Linked DNA regions of Sus scrofa: all the other regions are linked to region 1. The links are chromatin contacts, called in public Hi-C maps. All regions are on one chromosome and are shown on one strand. Each heading gives the region's core, a stretch centred on a gene start, on an enhancer-like site or on the middle of the called end of the contact. The rest is flanking DNA. Distances are from core to core; before and after follow the strand shown. Region 1 holds the start of COL5A1 (collagen, type V, alpha 1). Region 2 has its middle 110 kb from the start of RXRA. Region 3 overlaps COL5A1 (collagen, type V, alpha 1).

Region 1 (4,081 bases), core at 501-3,000:
GTGTGCTCCCCAGCCAGTGCCCAGCCCCGGCTTTTTGGGGTGGTGATGCCCTGAAAAGATTCCCACCTGACTCCTGGGGCAACGTCCGGCAGAGGAGCTGGGACAGGGCTGTGTCCCTGGACACAAGGTCCCCAACCACAGCCCCCAGCCTGCTCCCCATCACTTTCCTGGAGGCCATTCCTGTCCCCCACCTTCAGTGACCCCAAGAGAAACAGAGAGCCAGTCAGCAGGGGCTCCAGGACACGTTGGTGGCTGCCCAGAGGTAAGATCCCAGGTCCCTGGAGCCAGGCCAGGCAGCCCTCCCCTCCCCAGCCCCTGACTGGCCGGACACCCTGACTCCTGCTCACCCCCTCTGGCCCACAAGCACGCACTGTGCCAGGAAAAAGGGACCGAATATCTTAATTGGCAAGTGGAACATGAGAAGTGATTCTGCCCGCATGTCTTCAAATTACGAAGAGGGGGCGGTGGGGGGGGGGTGGCGGAGGCGGGGGGGCGGGGGGGAAAGCAGTGCCTTCTCCTGGGGGACCTCTGGCTGGTCCAGGGTCCACTGAGCCACTGCCTCATGGCTCTGCCCGCACCTTCCCTGACCCTGCCTGGTGGCCCCGAGATGCCCCATCTGTTACCAGGGCCTCAGGGGACTTTTAGGGCCCTGGGCTCTAGTGACAAGGGTGTGTAAAAACCCAGCCACAGGGAAGCACAAAAGGGGACCCTTAGAAAACCACTGGCCCATCCGGAAGCTGTGCAGGAGGGAGTGGGAGCTGCCAGCATCCAGGCAGGCGCACTGTCAGCCCAGCCCTGGTGGAGACGCCTGCGGGAGACAGCTCCTTCTAAGGGCAGCCCTCCCTTGAGACCCACAGCTATGCACCATCTGAACCCCTCACAGCCAGACTCCAGGACCCTCTCCCGGTGCCGCAGCATGAATCCCGAAACCCGTCTCTGGGCGGCAAACCCAAGAAAGACAGCCCACCGAAAGGTCAAGAAGTGGGATTAGAGCAGGGCTGCTCTACCACCTTCCGGGGCTCCCCAGTACCACTCACTGAGTACTTGGGCGGCAGGGACTGCAAGAAGTCCTGTCCCCTGGGAAAGGGAGAGCCAGCCGGGTCTGGGGGCAGACTGGAGGGTGCTTGGGAGAAGTCAGGCCCTGGAGGCTCAGCTTCTGGGACCTCCCCGCCCCGCCCCCGCCCCGCGGCGGCCCCCATCCCAGGAGGCCCAGGAGAACTGACCCGCGGTGACTCTAGGGGGCGACCCTTCCCGGGTTTCGGGAGAGGAAGTTCCGCAGCGGCGCTGTGTGGGCCAGAGCTGCGAGCTTGCGCTGAGGGACAGAGCACGCAAAGTTTCGCGACAAAAGTTTGTCGGCCTGGTGGACAACCCCTCTGGCTGATCCAACACACAGCCCTCCCGGCCGGCCCGTTCGGCGCCCCGGGAGCATTGTGTCGGCGCGTCTCTCTCTCTCTCCCGGGCCCCCAACTAATGGCATTCGGAGTCTCGGCCCCGTGCATTCCACAGCCAAGCGGGAAGGCGGTGCCGGCGCGGAAGAGGCCGGCGGCGCGCGGGGATGACAGCCGCGCCCGCCCCGCGCCCGCGCCCGCAGCCCCTGCCCCGCGCCCCCCAGCGCGCAGCGCCCTTACCTGCGCGGCTCGGAGGCGGCGCCCACAGCAGCAGCAGCAACAGCAGCAGCGGCGGGGACAGCAGCGGGGCGCCCGGGCGGAGCGGGCTGCGCGCTTTCCAGCGGGTGTGGACATCCATGCCGGCGGGGCGCGGGGCGCGGGTCGGCGCGCGGGGACGCACGGGGCGCGGGGCACGGCCCGGGCAGCGGACTCAGCGGGGCCGGCACAACTTTAGGGAGTCATGGGAGCAGGCGCCCGCCGGATCTCTTTGTGGTGGTGGCTCCCGGGAGGATCGGCTGGCGCGCTCGCCCACGGGCGGGAGGGCTCGACCTCGGCCCCGCGGGGCGCCTGGGACCCCGCGCGGCTCGCTCCCTCTGGCCTCCCCCGCCGCCTCCGCCTCCTGCTCGCCTCCTCCTCGCCGCCGCCGCCGCCGCCGCCGCCCCGCGACTCGCTCCCCGTGGGCGCTCCGCTGGAGTGAGGTCCTGCGCCGGCCGCGGGGACGAGGAGTGCGGACCTCGCCTTGGGCGCCGAGCACTTTTCCCCCTTCTCCCCCCGCCCGCTCTCCGGGAAGACACCCGCGGAGGCCGTCGCTCCCCCGCGCCCGCAGCAAATCAGAGCCCGCGCTGCGCTCGGCCAGGCCGGCCCCCGCCTCCCACTGGGCGCCGCGGGCGAGGGGGCGGGGACAGCCGGCGAGTGGCGGCGGGGAGGGGGCTGGCCCGGGGCGGGAGCCGATTCGGGGCGGGCGCGGCGCCCAAGCCCAGCGCCCACCCAGGACCCGCGCTCTCGCCGCTCCCGGTGCCCGCGCCACGCCGAGCCCCAGAACCAGGGCGGAGGGGCCCCGAATTCCGTCATTGGGGGGTAAAATTAAAAAAAAAAAAAAGTTGCCGCTCACCCCGCCTAACTTTTTCTTTTCCTTAGAGTTCGGAGCTCCTCTTCTGGGTGGAGACTGAACTTCCAGGGCAGCCAGATCGGGGCGCCCAAGACTGTGGCAGACATGTCAGCCTGGACAGCCTCCCGGCCCCCACCTTCCCCACCCCCGCGCCCAAGCTGGGGTCTAGGCTCCTACGAGGTTCCCTAGGGAGCTTGCGCGCCACACGTCCACACGTCCGGGATATTAATCAGGCGCAGTTGGCCGACACCCCTCCCCCCTCCCGGCTCCTGCTGTGGGTGACCCCTCTGCAGCAAAGGGGGAAGCAGAGGACTCCCCCCTTGCGAGGTGACAGCAGGCACCACTGCTGCCACTTCTTTAAGCCTTGGTGAGAGCTCCCTGGAGCAGCAGGCTTGCCAGGCGTCCGTGGTGGGTACCCCCTTCCACCTGGTCCCAGAGGCCCAGAGCCCTGTCCCCACCCCTTCCCCCAAGAGCAGAGCAGGTTTCTAAAGAGGAGTGAAGGTGGGTCATGGGGCTTTGCGAGCCCTAAGCTGTCCTCATGCCCTCTGAACAAACAATTCAGCCAGTGATGCGCGGGCTGGGATCCCCTGCTCCCTGTCTCCAGTTACAGCTCCACACGGGGTGTGAAATTCCCCACATGCCCTTTAATTCCCATCTTCCTGGAAACAGGAGCAGAGGGTGGTGGGTGGGTGGAGGTGAGTTTTGCTGGGGTGGCCATGGGCTGCCCTTTGAGCTGGGCGGTCGGCCTCTGCTCCCCTGAGGCTCAAGCTCCCTACCTGCCCCACGTGATCTTGGAGCTATTAAATATTGCACAGAGAAAGGATGAGACCCCAACGTAAAGAGAAATGTTCTTTCTGGGATTTACAGTTCTTCGTTGTTTTACACCCCGTATAAATCACACGTATGATCGGGGAAGTGGGTGGTGTGTGGGAGTCATGGGCACGCGTGTGTACCTGGGTGAGTTGCGTGTGTTTGTTGGCCTGGAGCTGGTCTTTGCTTTCCGATGCACCTGAACGAGAGAGAAATTCCATCAGACACTGCCCGAGCCCCCGGCACCCCCACCCCGGGGCCTGGAACACCCTCCTCCAGTGGGCAGCCAGCTTCTCCGGGGACAGGGGTACTCCTCCTGTGAAAGTCACGTGTGCCTCTGCGCTGGGCACTCAGCCCTCCCAACACCTGGAACTCGGAACGGGCATCTGAGCTTTGGCTTGGCTTAAACAGCTGCCAGTCAAGCAACTCCCTGTGCCGCCCAGAGAGCTGACCTCACCATAAAGAGGAGGCTTGTGCCACAGGCCCGAGAGCGGACTGGACAGACGCGTTTTGTCCTCTGCTAAGAGCCAGAGGCACCTGGCCTGGACTTGAGCAGGGAGGTAAGTTTCTATGCCACTGGGAAACTGGGAGAAAAATCCCCAAGCCAGCAGTCTGACCTGTCTGTAGGAGGGACGCCCCGCCACACGTCGGATTTCAGTGGAAATGAGTCCAACTAGGAACCATGAGGTTGCAGGTTCAATCCCTGGCCTTGCTCAGTGGGTTAAGGATCTGGCGTTGCTGCGAGCTGGGGTATAGGTTGCAGACAAAACTCAGA
Region 2 (4,081 bases), core at 1,111-3,610, 120 kb after region 1:
GGGAGTCACACCTGGGCCAGTCTTCCCGCAAACAGGTGGCTTCTTGGGGCCCACACAACTAGCACTTTTGGGGGACTCGGCAGACGCCCTGCCCCCGGCTCTTCTAAGGGATAAGACTTCTGATCACGAAAGCGTAGAAGACGGAAAGGTCAGACTGCGTGGCCCACAAGGCCAACGCCACGGAATCCAAAGGAGGAAGCAGCTCGGGCCGGCGGGGCAGTCCAGGAGGGCTTCCTGGAGGAAGGGCCGGGGATGGCCAGTGTTCCCTGTCAGAGCCCCAGGGCCACGTCGCCAAGACCACTTGGGGATCATCCACTTGGGGTCTTTCCTCGGCTGCATCCACGCCCAGCCAGGAGGCCCCGACACAGGCTGGAGGCCAGCTGAGCCTCAGAGAGGAAGAGGGGGCCCAAGCCCCGAGCTTAGCCAGGACCCCCCATCCCTGCGGACCCCCCGCCCCAGGACACAAGGCTCTTGATCAGCGCGTGTCCGTGGGCTCCTGGGGGGAAGGAGGGCTGTGTTTCCTGTGGGGGCAGGAGGCTTTCAGGGGCTCCGAGGCGTCAGGGCCAGGATGCCCCAGCGGAGAACTGGCCTCGGGTGACACCTCAGTGGGAAGGTTTCAGGGTAGCGGCTCCCAAATCCCTCAGCATCCGCACACGCCCACAGCACTGCCACCCCCCCAGCACCGCCCGTCTCTGCAATTCCCGAGAGGACGCTCCACCTCCTTACCCCAACCTGCCCGCAGATGGTTACGGAAGGAACCATCCCCTACAGCCAGACCTGGACATTCGGACCCCCCCCCACCCCACCCACCACCGCAGGCAGGGAGAAAGGCGAGGCCTCGGTACAGTGCTTGCTGGAGGCTGACCAGCGGCCAGAACCGCTCGTCTGACCCCTGCCTGGCGCTCCAGCCCCACCCCAGGCCCACGGAACGTCCGGCAAAGAGCATCAGCCCCAGGACAGCGCAGCCCACGGCCAAGGCCCGAGCAGGCAGGGGGAGGGGGACAGAGAGCTCCCTGCTGGGCGAGGGCCAGCGGCTACTTTCCATGGAAAAAATGTCTTCAGACCCCCAGAGCCCCGGAGGCCTCAGCCCACGGTCAAGGCTCTGCTGTAGCCACTGCCGAATCGCTTCCTGGACAGACAGCCCCCCTCGCCCCCAACCCCGTTCTAAGCCAGGCTCCGCCCCCTGCCCCTCGGTCACAGCGAGGGCCGCCTCCAGGCTGAGCCGCACCGCCAGGCACCACGGCCCCCAGCAGACCCCTGGCCCTCTGCTCTGGCCCGGCCCCACTGCGAGCCCCCTGTCCTCCAGGAGGTCGCCGGCCACCTGCACAGTGGAAAGGAGAGCTGCGGCTGGTTTCACGCTGGGCCCTCTGAGCCCATGGGGGGCTTTGCTCAGGGGTGACCCTGGAGGGCGGCCTCTGGCCCTGGCACCAGTCAGCCGCCGATAAACGCCCGTCCACTGGAATGAGACCCCATCTGTGCTCTGTCACTGGGCTCTCTGCTAGGTTTTATTTCAAGAAATGTTCCTGAGACACAACGCTGGCCAGCTGTGCAGACCCCTCCAGAGTGACTCCTCAGGGTTGGCAGGGCTCGTGCGTGACGGGGCTTTAGGAGTGGCTGGCAAGGCCCTTCCTGCCCAGGTAGCCCTGCCTCTAGGGGTGGGAGGGGCCTGAGGCTGTGGTGAACTTGGCCCCGAGGCCTGGGTGTGCGGCGTGTCCATGGGGAGTCCGTGCGGGGGCCACGGGGGGCACGTCAGCTCCTGTCCAGTCTCAGGGCCCCTGGCTCAGGGACAGGCCCCCTGGAGATCCCATCTGGAGGTGCTGGGACAAGCAGGGTCCTGACTCAGGGGCCAGGGACAGGGGTGGGCTACCATCCTCGCTCCCCTCCAGGGCCCACGGTAGCCAGATGCTGGGGACACCGTGAGGGTCCCAGCTCCTGGTCCCCGGCCTCAGGGCAGACAGTGGAAAGAGCTGGAGTCCTGAGGGCTTGAGCCAGCCCCGCGGCCCCAGGGGGCCCTCCCAGACCCGGGGCCTCTCCGTGTGGATGACGAGGCCTGGAGGGAAGCGGAGCAGGCCCAGGAACCCGGCAGTTTCCATCCGGGCCAGCGGGCTCTCGGCGGGGTTGGGAGAGACTGAACTTTTCGGGAGGAGCCTGGTGGGCGGCCCCCTCCTCCCGCCTGGCTCAGGCCGCGGGGCGGAGACCAGATAAGCAGGACTCCCCGTGCCAGGGACCCCGTCCCCCCGCTTCTGCAAAAGACCCCAGGTCTCCAGCTCCCCGGGCTCGAGTCGGCCTGGGACCTGCTTCTTGCAGCAGCGACGTGTGTGCCGGGCCCCAGGCGCTTCAGAGGTTCCCCTGACGTCACCCGCATGGTTTGAATGGGCAGTGACTTCGAAACCCTCAGAGGCATAATTGCAGTTGTCTTTGCAAAGTGAAATCAGATGGTTTTTCCAAACCTCCGGGCCCGGCCCTCCCCCACCCCCGCTCCCACTCTCTTTTTATTCCGCTCCTTGGACCCCGGCCAGATGTTTCCTGCAACAGCAAACCCTCCAGACGTGGACAAAAGGAGAAGCGAGCGCGCAGCTTCCTGCCGGCTCGGGTGGAAGTGGCGACGTGGCAGGGCGGGATGGCGGCCGCTGCTGCAGCCGGGCCCCGGGGCCCGACGCCCGCGGGACGTGGCCGAGGGGCCCCAGGGCCCCAGGAACAGCCCCTCTCCATGGATGCAGGGCCCTGGCCCGGCTGTGGCCCTGGGAAGAGCCAGGCAGAGCTCGAGGGCGGGCCTGGGGCCCCGGCTGAGCCGGGTGGGATCCCTGCTCCGCGCTCACACACGTGGGCCACCCCCACTGGTCACCTCTCCACAGGCGCCCCCAGGCGGGCTTAATCTTGATTCTTTGTAGAAACGCTTTGGACAATTCGTTGTCTAAAGGTTTTTGTGAACACAGCGGCTTCCCGGGCGGTTCCTGCCATCAGCCTGGGCAGCACTCAAGCAGCCTCACCGGAGACCCCAACTGCAGCAAGAGAGACTTCAGTTAGACCAAAGAAGACCGCAGGGGTGGGACCCAGGAGGACCTGGTTACAGACAAGTTGTGAGAATATCCTCCCACCCCTCATCCCTGCAGCACATGAGAGAAGGTTCTGGAAGGCACAGGCACATGCACAACAGCCTCAGAAAACAGTGGTAGGACCAGATAATACCATCCAGTGGCCTGGCCAATCCAGCTAAGATTTATGACCCAGCTATTTGTAGCTAAACCTGTACACCCCACAGTGTTTGTAACTAAAAGATGGCAAAATATTGGCACAGGCTCACGGGCAGAAATAAGAGGATTTAAACCAGCAGTTCTTCAGGGGGCACCTGCTAGGAGTTCCCTGAAAGTCCTTGTTTTCTTCAGACCCTACCTGGGGAACCAGCAATGACATTAGAAAATGTTCTTTTCCCTACTGTGTACCCAGAGAACTCCTATGTACCCTTCAGTGCCCAGCACAAACGCCACCTCCTCCGGGTAGCGTTCCAGCCATTTCCCCCACAGGCTGCTCCCTCCTGTGACTTCCCACAGCACCTTGAACATGGCCTCCCCACCCACCCCCGGCCCCGATCAGCCCACATCTGCTGCCCGCATGCAGCCCCAAAAGAATGTTCTAGACTTTCCCAGTCTCATATGCCAGCCGCTGTCCACATGTGGCTCTTGAGAGTGTGAAACGTGGCTTGTATATGGGGGTGTGCCGTAAGTGTAAAAGATACACCCACTCTCAGACTTGGCCCCCAAAAGGAAAATGCATAATAGCTCATTAATAATGTTTAGATTGCTCGCATATTGAAATAATAATCGTCTGACGTATTGGTTTAAATAAAATATATTATGAAATTCATGTGGCTTTTAATGTGGCGACGAGACAGTTTGCAGTCACACGCAGGCCACATTCCAGCCTCCGGGACAGACTCGGCTCTCCCCAAGCCAACACTAGGCCTGGCCCGTGTGGTTTCCAAGCAGTGTTTGTTGAGTGAATAAGTAAACGTATGGGCACTGGGGCCCTGAGCCTCAGACCCGCCCCAGCGTGAGCCCTGGCCGTCCCGTTGAAATACAGA
Region 3 (4,081 bases), core at 489-2,988, 67 kb before region 1:
TGGACACCGGCCGCAGCCGTGAGACCCCGTCGGCCACCTCCCAGGACGCGGCCATCTGTTGATGAGGAACTAAGACTTTGAGGACAGCTGGCGACACTCCAGGTTGAGAAATTCCAAGTGTTTACACCATCTCCCCAGGGGGACCAGCCTCGGCCCCGCAGACGCTCCGAGCAGGCTGGGGGCTGGGCGGGAGCAAACGCCAGGACCCGAGGGGGCGGGCAGCGTCCCTAACCACATCCAGATGGCTGGCTTTTCCCCCAGCGAAGACGGAGTGGATTCTAGGGACACGCTGTTTGCATTGGACGGCCTGGGCGTGTTCAGCCCTCACCAGCGGTGCCTGGTGCAGCCGGGCAGCTGGACTCCCTGGGTGCCGCCTCCACCCCCAGCCCCGACCTGGGGTGTCCAGCTGCCATGAGTTTTGCACAGGGTCAGCCCAGACTGGGGGACGTGTGAATGGGAAGCTCAGCCAGACCTAGGTGCTGCCAGGCCTCCCAGAGCTGGGACCCAACCCGGGACCCCACAGAGCCCGGCTCCTGTCTGCCTGGGGCTCCCACTCCTCCTGGACGAGAGGCCCCTTTCACTGTGGCCACGGGGACGCTACGGAGGACACCCAAGTCCACGGCCAGGTCAAGGCCATCTGGGTCGTGCTCCACGCACGGCTGGACCACGGAAGCCACAGCAGGGGTGGCCCACCTCCTGGCATACCCCCAGCCCTGCAAGACGGGAGGGGGTCCTGGGCAGCCCGTCCCTTAGGGGAGGCTCCAACCAGCGCTGGCTGCCTGCCCCTCCCTGGGGTGGCCTTTCTCCCTGCACCTGCACTTGTCAGGATTTTTCATGTCGCTGAGCAAGGGGCCCCCTGGTACCCATGCCCGCCTCCCTTTGGCACCTCTGTCCCTTCCCCAAACCCCATCCTTCAGCCTCAGACAGGCCCTGCATCCCGTGGACCTTCAGGGAGCAGGGAAAGGGGATGTTCTCATCCGAGCAAAAGACGCGTGTGCCCAGTGACCGCAGCCCAGGAGAAAAAGATGAGCCACAGCCCTGAGACAGGCCAGGGGAGTGGGGGGCCGAGCAGGACGGTCATCTAGTCACCCCCCATCTTGTCTGCCATGGCCACGGGCTCTAAGGGAGATAAGGTTCCAAAGAAACCTTCCCAGCCCACTGGAGGGGTGGGGGCCCCTCCATCCCGCCTCCTGGGGGCCCACGATCAGAAGACCCTGGAGCCGCCACGTCACATTCTGGCTCAGCCACTGGGAACCGAGTGCTGGCAGTGGAAGCCGGGGCCCAGCCCAGCCTCGTGACCGGTCGAGGGGCAGGACACTGGCCTCCTCCCTCCGGCTCTTAGAGGACGTGGCAGGGGCGGACCTTGGCAGCCGGCCTCCCCACTCTGGTGTCCAGGGCCGCTTCCCAGCCCACAGCCGTGCCCACCACGAGCAGTCCCAGGGGGCCCGCTCCAGGCGATTAATCGCCTGGCACCTCGCCCACCCCAGTTAGGGCCCTGACCTGGGCAGCCCTCGGGCCACGGGGTGGGCCCTGGAGGGCCCAGCGGGAGCAGCTCCCTGCAGGCAGGGGACGTGCCGACACAGAGGAGGGCCCCGCCAACACCCACGAACCCACTCCTTGCACACGGGACCTCTTGGCTGTGGTCCCAGCGGTCGGAGTCATCAAGGGTCACTAACTTGCCCGTGGCCCATCACCTGGCTCAGTGAAGTGCCGCTCAAGCGCCGTTTGAGCTGACAAGCAGGTTTCCGTTCCCCGTCCGCAGCAGCAACACGGCTGCAGAGCCAGCGCGGAGAGGCGGGTCCGACTACGGCTCTTGCCTCAGACCCGCAGCTCCGGGTCCACGTTCAGCCGGCGGACCCTCCACCCTCCAGGGCCCTGCCTCCCAGAAGCTGAGTCTCTTTTCATCGAGAAGAAATGCATGCACGGTGACGTGCCCAGCTCTTAGGTGGACACGGCACAGGGTCCTGACCCACAGGAACCCGGGCTGCCCAGCCGAGGTCCAGAGCCCTCCCCCTGCTGGGGGGCTTCAGCAGCAGCAGGCGCGTCCTTGCGGTGGCCCTGGGCAGAAAGGGGTCCAGCATCTGGCCATGTCCTGCCCAACCCGCCACGTGCCCCGAGCTGCGACCCCCACCCCCCCGGCCGGTTAAGATAAGAAAGCGCCTTACGGGTTCGATGATGGCGGGCTCTCCTTTTTGTCCTTTCTCGCCCCGCGGTCCTCCCATCTGGAGTTTGAAAGACGTGGCGAGGAGAGGGAGAGAAGGAAGAAGGCGGCAGTTACCCCACGGCCACAGCACCCCAGGGGCCCCGCCCGAGGGCCCGGGAAGGTGCCCTCCGAGGCGCTCACCCCTTCGTAGATGGTGTCCTGGTTGGCGGGCATCCCGGGCCCGATCTCCGACGGGGCGATGGTGGGGTCATAGTACGGGTCGTAGTAGCTCTCGTCCGGGTTCTTGATGGTCTCTTCCGTGAACTCCGTGTCCAAGTCGTCCAGCCCTTCCTCCGGAGGCGGAGCCGGCTGAGGGGGAGGCCGGCAGGCATCAGCGCCAGGTAACGGGGCGGCACAGGCCCCCAGCCCGGGGACTCCCAGGTCACAGGACACGGGGAGCCTGGAGGGGCCCTTGCTGGGGGGCACCTTCCACCTTCTCGTGACAGGGAAACCCACCCCCAAACCCCAAGATGCCTTGGCAAACCAGGGCTGCTGGGGGTGGCCATGCCGTGCCAGGCTGCCCCAGGCTCTTGGGGAAGTCGGGGCCTCCAGGGGCTCCCCCCTAAGCTCGGGGTCTCAGGACAACATGCCCCTAACCCGATGCCCGCTGGCAGAGAGATCCAAGGCCGTGAGAAGCCCTGCGTCTGCTCTGGGGCCACAAGGAATTCAGCATCAGCCATTTGCAAGGCTTCGCTATGTGCCACGGGCTCTGCTCAACTCTCTAATCTGGAGACCTGGCCATGACCCCAAGAGGCAGGCATGTCCCTCGTGTAAAGGGGGAGTCACGGATGTCCAGGGAGATGCCAAGTCAGGGCCGCCTGACGAGAAAGCCCACGGCTGTGCCCAGCACCCCTCGGCCTCGTGTGCCAGCTGCCCGCCCAGAGCCCCAGCCGTGTGCCCATCCAGCCTGCCCTCTCCCAGGCCACAGTGAGGACACCGCGAATGCAGGTCCTCACCCACCTGCACCCAAACCCCAGAGACCTGGGCGAGGCCCACGCCACCCATGTTGCCGGTGACGAACTAACACGAAGATCCCCTGGGCAAGTTCGAGATTCCAAACTCGGGGGCAGCATTTAAGCCAGCCCAGGGCCGAGGGCCGCAGGGCGGGGGCGGGGGCGGGGAGCGGGGTGGGGAGCAGGGTGGCCCCGCCCCCGCCCGGACCCAGTCGCTCAATTACGTTGGAGGCGTTGGAGGTGAGGACGGTGCTGGTGGGGACCTCGGCCCGGGCGCCCTGGTCGGGGTTCTCGTCGGGGCCCTCGAGGCCGTCGCCGTAGTTGAGGTCCTCGTACGGGGGCGGCGTGTAGTAGTCCTCGCTGGGCACGTAGTCGTAGTCCCCGAGGCCGGGGTCCTCCTCCTTCCCGGCCGCCTCGCTGGTGTCGGGCACCGGCGCGCTGGTGGGGGGCTGGGTCTGCTCCTGGAAACCGGCGGACACGCGGCGTCAGGGGGCAGCCGGTGCGCCAGGGACCAGGGCAGGGGTTTCCCCTGCGGCTTGAGAGGCAGGCCGACCCATCGGACAAGCGAACCCCGAGGATCCGGGCACAGGGGCCGCCGGGGTCTGGGGAGTGCTGTGACGCCAAACCCCAGAACGGGGCACTTGAACTGGGTCCAGGCATCTCCAAATTGGTGCGAGAGCCAGACCTTCCAGAGTCTTAGAGCAACGTGGGCTGGGGTCCCGTCCACCCTGGGGGAGCGGGTGGTGTTCCTTCACAGGCATGTCCCTGGTGTCCCCTGGCACCGAGGAAAGCCCCCTGCCCCACACCCCCCGTAAGGACAAAGCGCACACGGCCTCCCATCCCTTCTCTGCCACTGCCCAGTCTCCAAGTGGCCCCCGTGCCCCCTGCAGCCCCTCCATCCTCCCCCCACCATGCCGCGCCCTCC

What was found. Hi-C and Micro-C count contacts between places; a contact is called where the count stands out from the background.
Region 2: a Hi-C map of fetal skeletal muscle shows a contact between it and region 1, with 3 times the contacts expected there. The contact joins the enhancer-like site here to the promoter of COL5A1 in region 1. A contact is called at or near these places in 1 of 5 promoter capture datasets (fetal skeletal muscle), 12 of 47 Hi-C or Micro-C datasets (alveolar macrophages, embryonic fibroblasts, fetal heart ventricle and 7 more) and 1 of 2 datasets of contacts at active chromatin or transcription factors (skeletal muscle).
Region 3: a Hi-C map of skeletal muscle shows a contact between it and region 1, with 7 times the contacts expected there. The contact joins the enhancer-like site here to the promoter of COL5A1 in region 1. A contact is called at or near these places in 6 of 47 Hi-C or Micro-C datasets (embryonic fibroblasts, heart right ventricle, retroperitoneal adipose tissue and 2 more) and 1 of 2 datasets of contacts at active chromatin or transcription factors (skeletal muscle).

Annotation. Positions count from the first base shown.
Region 1 is chr1:273,931,888-273,935,968 of Sscrofa11.1, reverse strand. COL5A1 (collagen, type V, alpha 1) reads right to left here and starts at 1,750. Exons shown (of 69, transcript NM_001014971.1): 1 at 1,629-1,750. The coding sequence starts at 1,746.
Region 2 is chr1:273,808,565-273,812,645 of Sscrofa11.1, reverse strand. No RefSeq gene overlaps it. Among named protein-coding and RNA genes, the nearest start is that of RXRA, 110 kb to the right of the region's middle. Within about 2 kb of position 2,360, at least 29 of the 83 cell types and tissues checked have an H3K27ac peak or open chromatin away from gene starts, as enhancers often do. A contact at or near this core is called in alveolar macrophages, fetal skeletal muscle, mesenteric adipose tissue and 4 more, where this site is marked.
Region 3 is chr1:273,999,193-274,003,273 of Sscrofa11.1, reverse strand. It overlaps COL5A1 (collagen, type V, alpha 1), which reads right to left. Exons shown (of 69, transcript NM_001014971.1): 7 at 3,381-3,617; 8 at 2,345-2,512; 9 at 2,166-2,222. Among named protein-coding and RNA genes, the nearest start is that of COL5A1, 67 kb to the right of the region's middle. Within about 2 kb of position 1,738, at least 24 of the 83 cell types and tissues checked have an H3K27ac peak or open chromatin away from gene starts, as enhancers often do. A contact at or near this core is called in retroperitoneal adipose tissue, skeletal muscle and subcutaneous adipose tissue, where this site is marked.